4 separate regions of the Mus musculus genome follow, and regions 2, 3 and 4 are each linked to region 1. Evidence: chromatin contacts called from public ChIA-PET and Hi-C data. All regions are on one chromosome and are shown on one strand. The core of a region is the stretch at or near the end of the contact, and the rest is flanking DNA. Distances in the headings are between cores, read along the strand shown. Region 1 overlaps Ankrd44 (ankyrin repeat domain 44). Region 2 holds the start of Coq10b (coenzyme Q10B). Region 3 holds the start of Mob4 (MOB family member 4, phocein). Region 4 has its middle 29 kb from the start of Ankrd44.

Region 1 (2,747 bases), core at 100-2,599:
TCAATGTAATTGAGCACAGAAACTCTTCCCAGAAAACATAATCACAATTTCCAAACTAAAAATCCTAGTGGAACTGAAATGCAAATATAAAGTTGCAGAAGTAGAGTTAGAAATATTCATATGAGATATCCATTCTCTTAGGGGGTAAGAGGTCTTCGTAAGGCTGATTATGGAGATACCACAAAATAGATTCAACCACACAAAACTTCAAAACATTTGCATGGCAAAAGGCATTCAAAACAAGGAACAGAGACACTCCCAACACACAATACAGAAGAGCCACATAGCCAAGGCACCCTGCTCTTACAGATGCAAGGGAAGAGGTAAGCGGTTCACCATGAGAAAGCAGGCATGGGTGAAAGGCCACATTCAGAAAGGGAACTATAGCCAATAAATTATATTATGAGATGCAAACTTAACCAAGAAAAAGTTACCAAAAATAAAGAAATACAATCACACTGGGCTGGCAAAGTTGTAGCAAAAATACTTTTATCACATTAGGGCAACCTTTTGTACAAAATATTATTCCTTAAAATTCTAAAAACATGCCTTTTATTTAAAAAATTCACTTCTGGATATTTAATGAGATTTTCATGTTATAATATGAATATGCACTGCTACAGTGTTTATGGTAGGAAAGAAACCCTAAAATTAACCTAAAAGTCCATCAGAGGGGGATCGGGTTGAATAAGCAAGTTCTAAGGAATGTGCATGCACGTGAATGTATGTGTGTGAGTGTGCATGCAGGTGTGCATGTGTGTAGCTATCAGTATATTACTATTAAAACTATGTATTGTGCATATGGTATCTAAGGATAGCCTGCAGTAGGATTTTAAGGGAGCACTAAGAAAAAAGGAAGAAAACTATGGGATGAGACTTGTGGTATAATTCCACTTAAAGAATATGCATATTTTTTATTTATAATCTCAGAGGAAAAATTATGAGACATGCATACAATTAGCACACATTTCTCTTTTGTTCCAAATAACTGAGATAAAAAATTTGAATATTCCAAGTAGCACACACAACAAAGCAAATGTGGAATGTGGATATTAAAAAAAAATACCAAAATCTAAACTACACATCTACTAGCGTTTATGAGTGACTCTACTGTATGTGAACTATACTGTATGCTGTTTTGTTTTTACCGTCATTGTTTTAATACTTCATGTGGTTCCTGGTTATCTGGTGCAGATCAGAAACTCTGATTACAGTTGCTCAAGTCCATTGGCGACTCTGATGAGGTGTCACAGGAAGAGGGAAACAAACTAAACCTTACTCAGCATCATGACAGCCACAGGGGTGGGGATGAGGGATGTTTAAAACAACATAAGACAGACACCAGTGTCTGGGTGCAGACACCAGTAACCACAGCATACAGCAGTGTTCTCACCTCCACTGAGGTCACAGAGGTGCGAGGCTAGAAAGTCTAGTATATGACATTCTACTCAGATGACATTCGACTCAGATGACATTCGACTCACCATTGTAACACGCCCAGTGCAGTGGCGTGTATCCCTGGTTGTCTTTGAGACAGCAGTCTTCTTCAGAAAGGGCAATCTGGAGCAATTCATTCAGCCATGTGGCGTGGCCCCGAGCAGCCGCATAGTGCAAGGGTGTCCTCCCTCTGGAATCTTTACAGAGGATTGATGCTTCTTGTTCCAGCAGCATTTGCACACATTCCTCATGTCCTGTCATAATCTGGCATGTTGCAATTAAAATGCAAGACAAAGCTCAGTTGTCTGGGGATAGAATTGTTGAGAGTAGAAGGCTTCCCCCACCTGGCCTAAGAGGTAGGAGGCAGAACAACCCTAGCAAAAATCCTTACCAGAAAAGCCCAGGAGAAGTATTTTGGAGCTCTCTCTCCAAACATAACTACGGATGGTATCATGATACCTTAGAAAATACTAGCTTCAGAATCAAGGAGGAATATGTTAAATCCTGGTTGTCCACCCCTGTCAGACACAAGTGAGTCGGCCTTTCTCTGACTCAGTATACTCACTATGAGAAGGCAGAGAAACAATGACCTCAGAGGTTGCCCAGTACTAAAGAGACAACACACTTACATTGTGCAGCGGGCACGGGGATGCATTCTGGGAATATCTCAGAGAGTCTGTACACAATGCTAGAAAGCACAGCCTATTCCCCTCTTAGGCTGCCCAAGAGAGCTGTTAAGCCTAAGCTAACATGCACAACACATTACCCTAATGGACATCATGGGGTCACAAGGGTTTGTGTATCTAAACAGCAAAGGTGCAGTAAAAGTTACACAAGAAAGGAATCGTCTTCAGCTCCATTCTAACCGTATGAGATCACTGCTGTATGCACAGGCTATCACTGACAGACATATATATGTGATGTCCCCTAGACTGCTGCATGGCCCAAAAGAAGTGCAAAGAAACCAGAACTGTGATTATGTTGATAATCATGGAAAATACTTTTAGTCACCAGCTAGGGTGCTTACATCACTTCTACATAGCAATTTTATAATTTTTACCTTTGTCTAGTTAGCCTATTTTTTTTTGTCCTTCAAAAATTAAATCAGCAGATGTGTAAAAAGACTTGGCCACAGGACACATAGATTGTCATCGTTTGCTGCTCCAAGCAACAGATATAGTGTGAATGTTCAACACCACTGAATTCATTCTGGCAGCTGCACACATGAGTATTATAAATTCTGCATACAAAATTATACAGAAGAATATTTTACGCCACGGAGAACGGTCCTTTATCTATACTAAGAAAAA
Region 2 (2,700 bases), core at 190-2,689, 390 kb after region 1:
TTAATTGAGGCTGATTTCAGAGGTTCTGTCCATTATCACGGCACGAAGCATGACAGTGTACAGTCAAACATGTCCTGGAGAAGCCAAGAGTTCTACATCTTGACTCAGAAGCAGGTGGGAAGAGATGCCCTTTTCCAGGCAGCCAGGAGGAGGGTCTCTTCTGCTCTGGCCAAAGCTTAAGCTTTGGACCTCAAAGCTCACTCCTACAGTGACTCACCTCCTCCAACAAGCCCAAACCTACTCCAACAATGCTACACTTCCTAATAGTACCACTTCCCATGGGCTAAGCATATTCAAACCACCACATACAAGTCACATAATTACCCGATAATGCAGTACACATTAGTTCTATCTTCCCTTTTGGAATATGAGCTATGTGAGGAGACAGACTCATTCACACCTCCAACATCTAGTAAGTCTTTCAAAATATATTATTGCCTATGTTTAACCAACAATCTCATTTATTCCTCAAGCTCTGCTAACCAAATGCAGCAGGCAGGATGGCCTACTGGGTAGAACTTGCTGTGCAAGTCTGATGACTCAAATTGAATCTCCAGGAACCCACATAAAGATGGAAGGTGAAGAGGTGACTTCACAAATGTGCCGTCTGACTTTCATAAGCCAAACACACATCACACACGTACATTCATATAGTAATAAAATATAATTCTATTTTTTAAAAAACTGTATTAGAGTCAGTGAGATGGCTAATCATTTAAAAAAAAACAATCGCTATGCAAGCCTGTTAAGTGAGTTCTTATTCCTTAGACCCACATGGGAAGACTCTGACCTTCACATATGCGTTTGTTACGTGTGCCCCTCCCTTATATGTAAGTCAGGACCTCATCCAATCCCTGAATGTGGCAAGCAAAATTGTTGCTTTGTATAGAATGAGAAAAACCTGGATCATAAAGGCAACACTACACCATATCTTGGCCACGTATGAAGAAGGCAGCTAGAACTGACAGGTCACTGGGCCTGTTCGGGGCGGTATGACCCGAAGTTGCTCTCTGAACAACACCTCAGGGTCAGCACAGCAGGTACCGTTTGAGATCGTCAATACACAGTAAAATCTGCCAGGCTCGGCAGCAGGAGCGAAAACACGCTGGGCCAGCGCTGGGTGGGGTGGGTGTGGGAGGCAGTTACATAATTAGCCAGCTCCTGGGCTTTCCTCCCCCGGCAGGGCGGCCCTCACGAGCCGAGCCTCGAGACTCGACCCCAAATAGCTCCAGGAAAAAACCCGGACCGTAGGTGAACCCAGGAGTTCGTCACGAAGATTACATAAGTGGCAGACTCCTGGCAGGAGCAGAGCGTGTCCCGGAGATCCGCGCCCCGATTGGCTGTCCCGAGGCGGCACTGGACACGTGCGTCAGCCTAGCGTCAGCGTGGCGTCATGGGGTTGGGAGGGACTTAGTGGGAAGAGGCGTGTCCAGCTGCTCAGAGGGCTCCCGGATTGGCTGAGAGGCGCAGGAGCCGTCCCTCCAGGCCGGCCTGAGGGCGGCGCCTCGTTCCGGGTGCCCGCGTTGGCTACCGGCTTCACAAAGATGATCATGGCAGCTCGGACCAGTCAGAGGGCCCTGGCGAGGGTGGCATCGGGGTGCCATCCGAAGTCGACCACCGTGACGGAAGCCCCGGCGCGGGGGTCTGCGCGCGACGTCAGGTAGCGAGCGGAGGTTTTCCGGGCGGCGGGTTCGGGACGGGCCTGTGGCCGGGGCGCTGACCCTAGTCGGCTCCGGAGACCCGGGGCGCGGCGCTCGGCCGGCTGGTCTGCGTGCACCTCATATTATCGGGGTGAGTCAGCGACGAGACGGCCGTGGGAGGACGGACAAGCAGCCGGGTCTCCGGCTCCCGCCCTTCCGGTCTCCAAGAGGTGGGCGGCGGCCGTCGGGAAAGTTTAACTGCGCCCGAGAGCGCCGGCTCCCGGGCCGTGGGAGTGCGTGTCCTGGCGGTGAACCGCTTGTCAGACGCTCTCTCACTTGCTGTGGAGTTCTTTGACCCCGGCCACTCAGCGCTTGCAAAATGAAACACAGCCAACAAAGAGGACCTGTTGTTTTTTTCACTACACTGTAACTTTGAGGTCCTGTAACCTTGAAGATGGCTCTGTCCTCGGTTTTCCTGCTTGGTCCTTTAGGTGGAGATGAACCTAGAGACCTGAAGGACACTATAAGTCTACAATGCAGTTTTCTATTACAAATAAGACTGTAATAAAGTATTCTCAAAAATTAAAATTAACTCAGAGTGGCGGCTCACACCTGTAATTTTAGCAATAAAGTCAAGTAAGTATCGCGGTGGGTTCAAGGCCAACCCGAACTACAAAGTGAGCCCCTGTCTCAGGACCAAAAGAAAAGAAAATTGGTATTTGAGATGAATCAATATGTATACATTACAGAGGAGAAAGTCCAACTCTTGCCTGGGTTTCAGAACATTTTGGTTGAATGAAGACTTTAAAATGTCAGCCAAGAGGCCAGGTCTGGTGCTTTGGAGGCCAGCCTGGTCTGTGTAGCTAGTTGCATATCAGCCAGAGCTACAAGGTAAGATTTGTCTCAAAAACAAACAGAAACTAGCAGCCATGCTTCATCTCCAAATCTTACACAAACATGTTGAAACTGTGAAATCGGGTAGTTTATCCTCAAAAGATAGCTTTTCAAGCAGGACATACTGCTTATATTACTGATTAAATGTTGCTTTGCTGCTTATGGT
Region 3 (2,700 bases), core at 131-2,630, 470 kb after region 1:
AGCTCTTATGTTGGAACACTTGGTGTTCAGCTTGAGATTCGATTTGGAGGTTGTGTAATTCTAACCATGGCCCAGCTCTGAGAAGTGGCTCACTTTGGGCGGGTCTTGATGCAGATACCAGCTTCTGCCTCCAGCTTAAGACCTCTGTTTCTGAACCCCATGCTCTTGAAGTTATAAAGAGCACTTACCCAGTGTCCACAACTTCCTCACCAGGTGTCCCATGGTACTATAAACCAAAACAAACTTTTCTTGTTTGGAAAAAAAAAAGATTCTGGTAAAAATGCTGTGTTTTTTTTCTTATTTTGGGAAAGATTGAGAGAAGATTTAAGTCTTGCTCTGTAGCCCTGCCTGGCCTGGAACTCTCTATGTAGCCCATGCTGGCTTTGAATTCTAAACAATTCTTTTAACTGTTTTGCTTATTTACTTGCTTATTTATTTAATGTGTGTAAGCTTTTTACCTGCATGCGCCCAAGGGATTCAGAAAAAGGTGTGGGATCACCTGGGTTGGATTACACATGAACCCCTAAGCCTGGCCGGGCATGCCGTGTACTCCGTTGGTCCCAGCACTCAAAACAAATCTCTTAAATTCAAGGAACATCAGGGAGACGCTGTCTCCAAAAAAAGAAAACACAAAACCAAAACAACAACAAAAGAAAACACACAAAAAACATCACACTTAAAAACACGAGAAACTTGGAATTTTGTTAAGATACAGAATTCATAAAAGCCATCAAGGGCTATTCATTTCCTCCTGCTTCCGACTTGCAAAAATGTGAGTTTATTTTAACTCTAACACACAATAACAGATGTGCGCTTTCTATCTCATGATGGGCATTTTTTTTTTTAATTTAGCATTGAGTCTTTTATCTACGGAAACCAACTTGTCATTGAAAGAGTCCTTGGCTTTTCAGTAAGAGGACCCTAGAAGCAAGATTTATCAGTACCTCCTGTCTTCCCTTTAACCGACCCAGCCAATCTGATTCTAGATTGGGTTAATCCATGAAGATTCTATAAAAATTTACCAGATTATCTGGGGTGGAGAATTATGTTCTCATTTCGCTTTTCTGAGATGGTCACTATTGTGCAAACTGCCCTTCCAGTCTATAGACAGCTGAAGGACAAACACCCACAAGTGACGCAGGCTTGGGTCACCTGCACCACAGACCTTGGAAGCGGCTCTCTACCCCAGCTTCCGGTCGCATCTTCCTTTTCGGCCTCGGCGGAGCTCCGCCGGCTGTTCATTCTGTGCTCCTCCCTCCGCCGGAGCCGCGGGCTCGGCACTCTTCCCATGGTGCTCCGCGCGGGCGGCGGCTGTTCCGCAGGCTGCCGCCCCTCCCCGCCGCCGCAGCGCTGAGCCCCGCCGTGCCCCGCCCCCCGCGCAAGCTGCCGGCCCCCACATCCGGGTACCGACGCCAGCCGCCCAGACTCTGGCACTATGGTCATGGCGGAGGGGACGGCAGTGCTGAGGCGGAACAGGCCAGGCACCAAGGCGCAGGTATCGTCCCTACGGCTTTCCTGTCACAGAGTTGGCGGGGCCGAGCCGGGGCTCTCCTGCTGGCGGGACTCCGTCTAGGAGAGGCCAGGGCGAGCGGGTGGGGGCCGTGGCCGCGGTGGCTGGCCTGCGCTTCCGGAGCCGCGGCCCCGGAGGCAGCCGAGCCGGCGCCGGCCGCCCTGGAGGCCTGCTAGACGCAGGACCCCGCTGTGTTCGCCGAGGCCCGGGGCTGACGCTTGTCACCAGCGGCTGCTGCTGCGCTGCCTGCTGTGAGTGGCAGCTGACGGCGCCCGGGTGTGGGGTGGGCCAGCTGGGGACCAGGGGGCTGTCCCCGCGTCGGGACCGCCGGCGTCGAGGGCTGTAAACACTGCCCACCTCACCGGGAGCAAGCTTGGCCGGTGACGTACCTGCCGGTCGGCTCCATCCAGTTGGTCTAGCCGGATGCAGGTGGCACTAGTTTGCGTTATCCTCCTGTTGTTTGTCTTTGCCACCACTCCCTTCGGCTTCCCTGCAGCTGTTCTCTGGTCCAGCAAGTTTTCGGCACCAGGTTGTGACTTGTTACATGTCATTCCTTGCGTATATTCATGCTAATGCGCGTGGACAATAGTCGGAATGAACTGATTATATACATCAAAATAATAGTAGGGCACTATGGGGAGTAAATTGGTGCTTCTTAGGACTTGCAAACCAGGGATGCTTCACAGTAAAAAAGAACAGAAAAGAACGGAAAAGACCCCCCCCCCAAAAAAAAAAACCACCCACGTTGACATTCAAACTTGATAGGATTAATCAGCCTTTGGAAATGGGTTGAGTCGTTGAGTAGAAGTTCTAAAATCAAAAGAGATATGTTTAAAATGTAATTTTAGCAGGCTGTGTTCTTGTTGCTGCCCAGCCTGCTGCCTCTTACCGTGTACTGAGTAAACTTTTTCTGTTAAAATGTAATTTTTAGGGTCAAGTGGAAATCAAAATACTTAATGCTACTGAGTTTTAGAGAGTTACTGTTTTTCTTTTCTTTCTTTTGTCTTTCTTCTTTCTCTCTTCTCTCTCTTCTCTCTCTCTCTCTCTCTCTCTCTCTCAAGGGTTTCCCTGTGTAGCCTTGACTTTCCTGGAAGTAGCTCTGTAGACTAGGTTGGCCTCGAACTCCGAGATCCACCTGCCTCCCCCATACACACACATCCAATTTAGAGACTTGCTATTTATTATGGATT
Region 4 (2,700 bases), core at 3-2,502, 290 kb after region 1:
TTTAGAAAAAGCCCAAGGCACCAAGATGCTACTCTATTTCAGGACTTTTCATTCTGAGAAACGCAGCTCAAGTGGCTCAAGCCAAGGAGAAAGTACGAGTTCACAGAGTGGGAAATCACTTAGAGCAGACCTCGGGTGGATGCTGCAGAACTCACAAATCTCCCTCCCCCCAACTGCCCTCCCTCCCAACCTCTCTCTCAGGCCCCCTCCCCATCCATGTGGTCATCCATCTTCACACATGTACAAATGCATGTGCTTACCATACTCATTGCTTCCAGACTGTTGCCCTCTGTCTCTGAGTTCCAGGAAAAACCAAAAAGGTGCCGGTAAGTTACTAGGTGTTAACTGTGGAAAAGAGTAAAAGATGAGGGATGCCAGGAGTCTTGTTTGTTTGTGACAAGTTTTTCTCTATGTAGCCTTGGCTGACCTGGAATTCATTCTGTAGACCAGGCTGGCCTTGAACTCAGAGAGCCACTTGCTTCTGCTTCCTGAGTGCTGGGATTAAAGGCATGAGCCACCACCTCCTGGCACACCTGTACTTTAGGGGTATATGTATGTGTTGAATGACGGTCTTCCAAGCCAAGGATCCACCATCATGGGGAGTTCAACTGAGCCATGTTACAAAAGGTTTACCCCAACTGGGTTTATTGACTATTTGCACACCAGTGCAGAGAGGGTCACAAGACCTTCACCTGCTTGTCCTGTCTCTCTTACCTCCGATTGTATTCAACTCTGCCTTAATTGCAGTGACCTGTGGGAGATGCCAGAGTCCATAGACCAACAGAGAAGAGGGTAGAAGCTCCATGCATATGGGCCTTTAGGGCAGGACTGTCCACACTCCTGGAAAGTAACCCCTCATTGAGGCTCTGTAAGGAAACCCAACTCACTGATGATTTTCCAGAGTTAACTTTGTCAATATCATTTCTCAGTTTGTTGGGATCTAGAAAGGAAGGGTAGATGTTGCTTAGTCTCCTTATGGGAAGGAACTTTAGCAGCATGGGGACTTTGGAGGTAATTAGGTCATGAGGATGGAGACTCAGAAATAAGATTGGTACCTGTGGTGGTTTGAATCGGTATGACCCCCACAGGCTCATGCGTTGGAATGTTTGGCTCATGCAGAATGATAATACTAGGAAGGGTGGACCTGTTGGAATAGGTGTGATCTTGTTGGAGGAAGTGTGTCACTGTGGGTGTGTAGGGAGGGTTGAGTTCTCCTGTACTCATGCTATGCCCCATGTGGTACACAGTCTCCCTCTGCTGCCTGTGGATTAACATGTGTTACCCTCAGCTCTGCCTCCAGCACCGTGTCTGCCTGCACACGGCCCTGCTTCCTGCCATGATGATAATGAACTAGACCTCTGTAACTGTAAGCTAGCCCCAATTAAATGTTTTCCTTTATAAGAGTTGCCTTGGTCATGGTATTCACAGCAATGAAACCCTAAGAGAGTGCTCTCTTATGCTTTCCTCATCTGAGGACTCAATAAACTAAGAATCCAACCTTCACTATACAGAGAGCCTGCATCACCTTCATCTTAGACTCCACCCTCCAGAACAGCAAAATACGGTAAATTCTTGTCCATAGAAGTCCATGACATCCTATAATAACACCCTAAACGACTAAGATAGAAATTAAGTGGATTAATTAAGTGAAGAAATTCAGCAAAACTAATTCAACAAAAGGTAAGCTAGAGTAGTTATTATTGGAATTAAGCATCAAGAGACAAAAATTGCAATAAGAACTTAATTTACAGTTTTTAACTTTTTATTGATTCTTTTTGAACTTTCTATTATACACCCCAATCACACTCATCCCCCCCCATCGCTCCATATCTGCCCTCCACCCTTGCAAACCCCCCAAAGAAATCAAAAAAAGAAGAAAATAACATAAAATATAAAACAGCTCACTGTGGAACCTGCGGTATGTCACAGTGTGTCCCCACGGTATACTTGTTAGCCCTTACTTGCAAATGTTTGTTGCAATGAGTCATTCATTGGTCTGGTCCAAGGCCTCTGGCTTCTGCTACACTATCAATCCTCACCAGGTCTCCTCTAGGATATCCTGTTGTCACCTTGTGTCATAGAGATCCTACAACTTTGGTTCTGCAGGCCTAGCTCCTTTATAGTATGCTCATATGAACATAGCTAGTTCATGTAAACCAGCAGTTCATAGATGGGGTAGACGTTGGAATGAACCAACTCAAAGTCTGGGGAAATATCTGTGTTGTTAGGCCACTAGCTGTCCTGCACCTGCGCACCAGGGCCAGCTCTCCAGCTTTGCCCAGGTGACAGGGAGGGCCAGCTCTCCCACACTCACACCACCAGGGCCAACTTTACTGTGCGGCAGCAATCAAGGGGCAGGATCGGCTCTCCCACATTGTCCAGGCAAGGGGAAAGGCTGGCTCTTCCTTAACCTTTAGACACTAAAATGGCCCCAGGAGGGATCCCAGAACAGGCCATCTGCATGGCCTTGGATGGTAAGATGGGACACAGATTTAACACAGAACCCTGCTACTTCAGGACTATGGACCAGCATGGGCCAGGACATCGCCGCCCTCAGGTGACAGTGCAGGCATTCACATCAGGGTCTTCCTTGCCGCCCTCCAGTTTTCAGCTCCTCCTCTCTTCACAGTGTGCAAACCTCCCACTCCTCTTTCCCAGCTCTTCTCCACCACAGTTTTGCTCACTGTGCTGGCACCCAGC

What was found. Hi-C and Micro-C count contacts between places; a contact is called where the count stands out from the background. ChIA-PET counts read pairs in DNA pulled down with a chosen protein or histone mark.
Region 2: an RNA polymerase II ChIA-PET map of memory CD8 T cells shows a contact between it and region 1, with 86 read pairs. The contact joins the promoter of Coq10b here to the enhancer-like site in region 1. A contact is called at or near these places in 6 of 39 promoter capture datasets (the 3T3-L1 cell line, HPC-7-derived erythroid cells, cranial neural crest and 3 more), 1 of 15 datasets of contacts at CTCF or cohesin (large pre-B cells), 6 of 484 Hi-C or Micro-C datasets (embryonic stem cells, granulocyte-monocyte progenitors and memory CD8 T cells), 6 of 115 datasets of contacts at active chromatin or transcription factors (bone marrow-derived macrophages, embryonic stem cells, large pre-B cells and 3 more) and 2 of 9 other capture datasets (adipose tissue and liver).
Region 3: a contact with region 1 is called in an RNA polymerase II ChIA-PET map of memory CD8 T cells, with 21 read pairs. The contact joins the promoter of Mob4 here to the enhancer-like site in region 1. A contact is called at or near these places in 1 of 39 promoter capture datasets (pre-B cells), 1 of 484 Hi-C or Micro-C datasets (CD4 T cells), 1 of 115 datasets of contacts at active chromatin or transcription factors (memory CD8 T cells) and 2 of 9 other capture datasets (adipose tissue and liver).
Region 4: a contact with region 1 is called in a Hi-C map of CD8 T cells, with 2.0 times the contacts expected there. The contact joins two enhancer-like sites. A contact is called at or near these places in 4 of 15 datasets of contacts at CTCF or cohesin (the NIH/3T3 cell line, large pre-B cells and pro-B cells), 29 of 484 Hi-C or Micro-C datasets (B cells, CD4 T cells, CD8 T cells and 15 more), 3 of 115 datasets of contacts at active chromatin or transcription factors (CD8 T cells and embryonic stem cells) and 3 of 9 other capture datasets (adipose tissue, liver and pancreatic islet).

Annotation. Positions count from the first base shown.
Region 1 is chr1:54,659,517-54,662,263 of GRCm38.p6, forward strand. It overlaps Ankrd44 (ankyrin repeat domain 44), which reads right to left. Exons shown (of 28, transcript NM_001081433.3): 21 at 1,485-1,701. Among named protein-coding and RNA genes, the nearest start is that of 4930444A19Rik, 21 kb to the right of the region's middle. Within about 2 kb of position 1,350, at least 28 of the 459 cell types and tissues checked have an H3K27ac peak or open chromatin away from gene starts, as enhancers often do. A contact at or near this core is called in CD8 T cells, memory CD8 T cells and pancreatic cancer cells, where this site is marked.
Region 2 is chr1:55,051,331-55,054,030 of GRCm38.p6, forward strand. It overlaps Coq10b (coenzyme Q10B), which reads left to right and starts at 1,440. Exons shown (of 5, transcript NM_001039710.1): 1 at 1,440-1,660. The coding sequence starts at 1,545.
Region 3 is chr1:55,129,865-55,132,564 of GRCm38.p6, forward strand. It overlaps Mob4 (MOB family member 4, phocein), which reads left to right and starts at 1,381. Exons shown (of 8, transcript NM_025283.3): 1 at 1,381-1,495. The coding sequence starts at 1,436.
Region 4 is chr1:54,953,834-54,956,533 of GRCm38.p6, forward strand. No RefSeq gene overlaps it. Among named protein-coding and RNA genes, the nearest start is that of Ankrd44, 29 kb to the left of the region's middle. Within about 2 kb of position 1,253, at least 4 of the 459 cell types and tissues checked have an H3K27ac peak or open chromatin away from gene starts, as enhancers often do. A contact at or near this core is called in CD8 T cells, where this site is marked.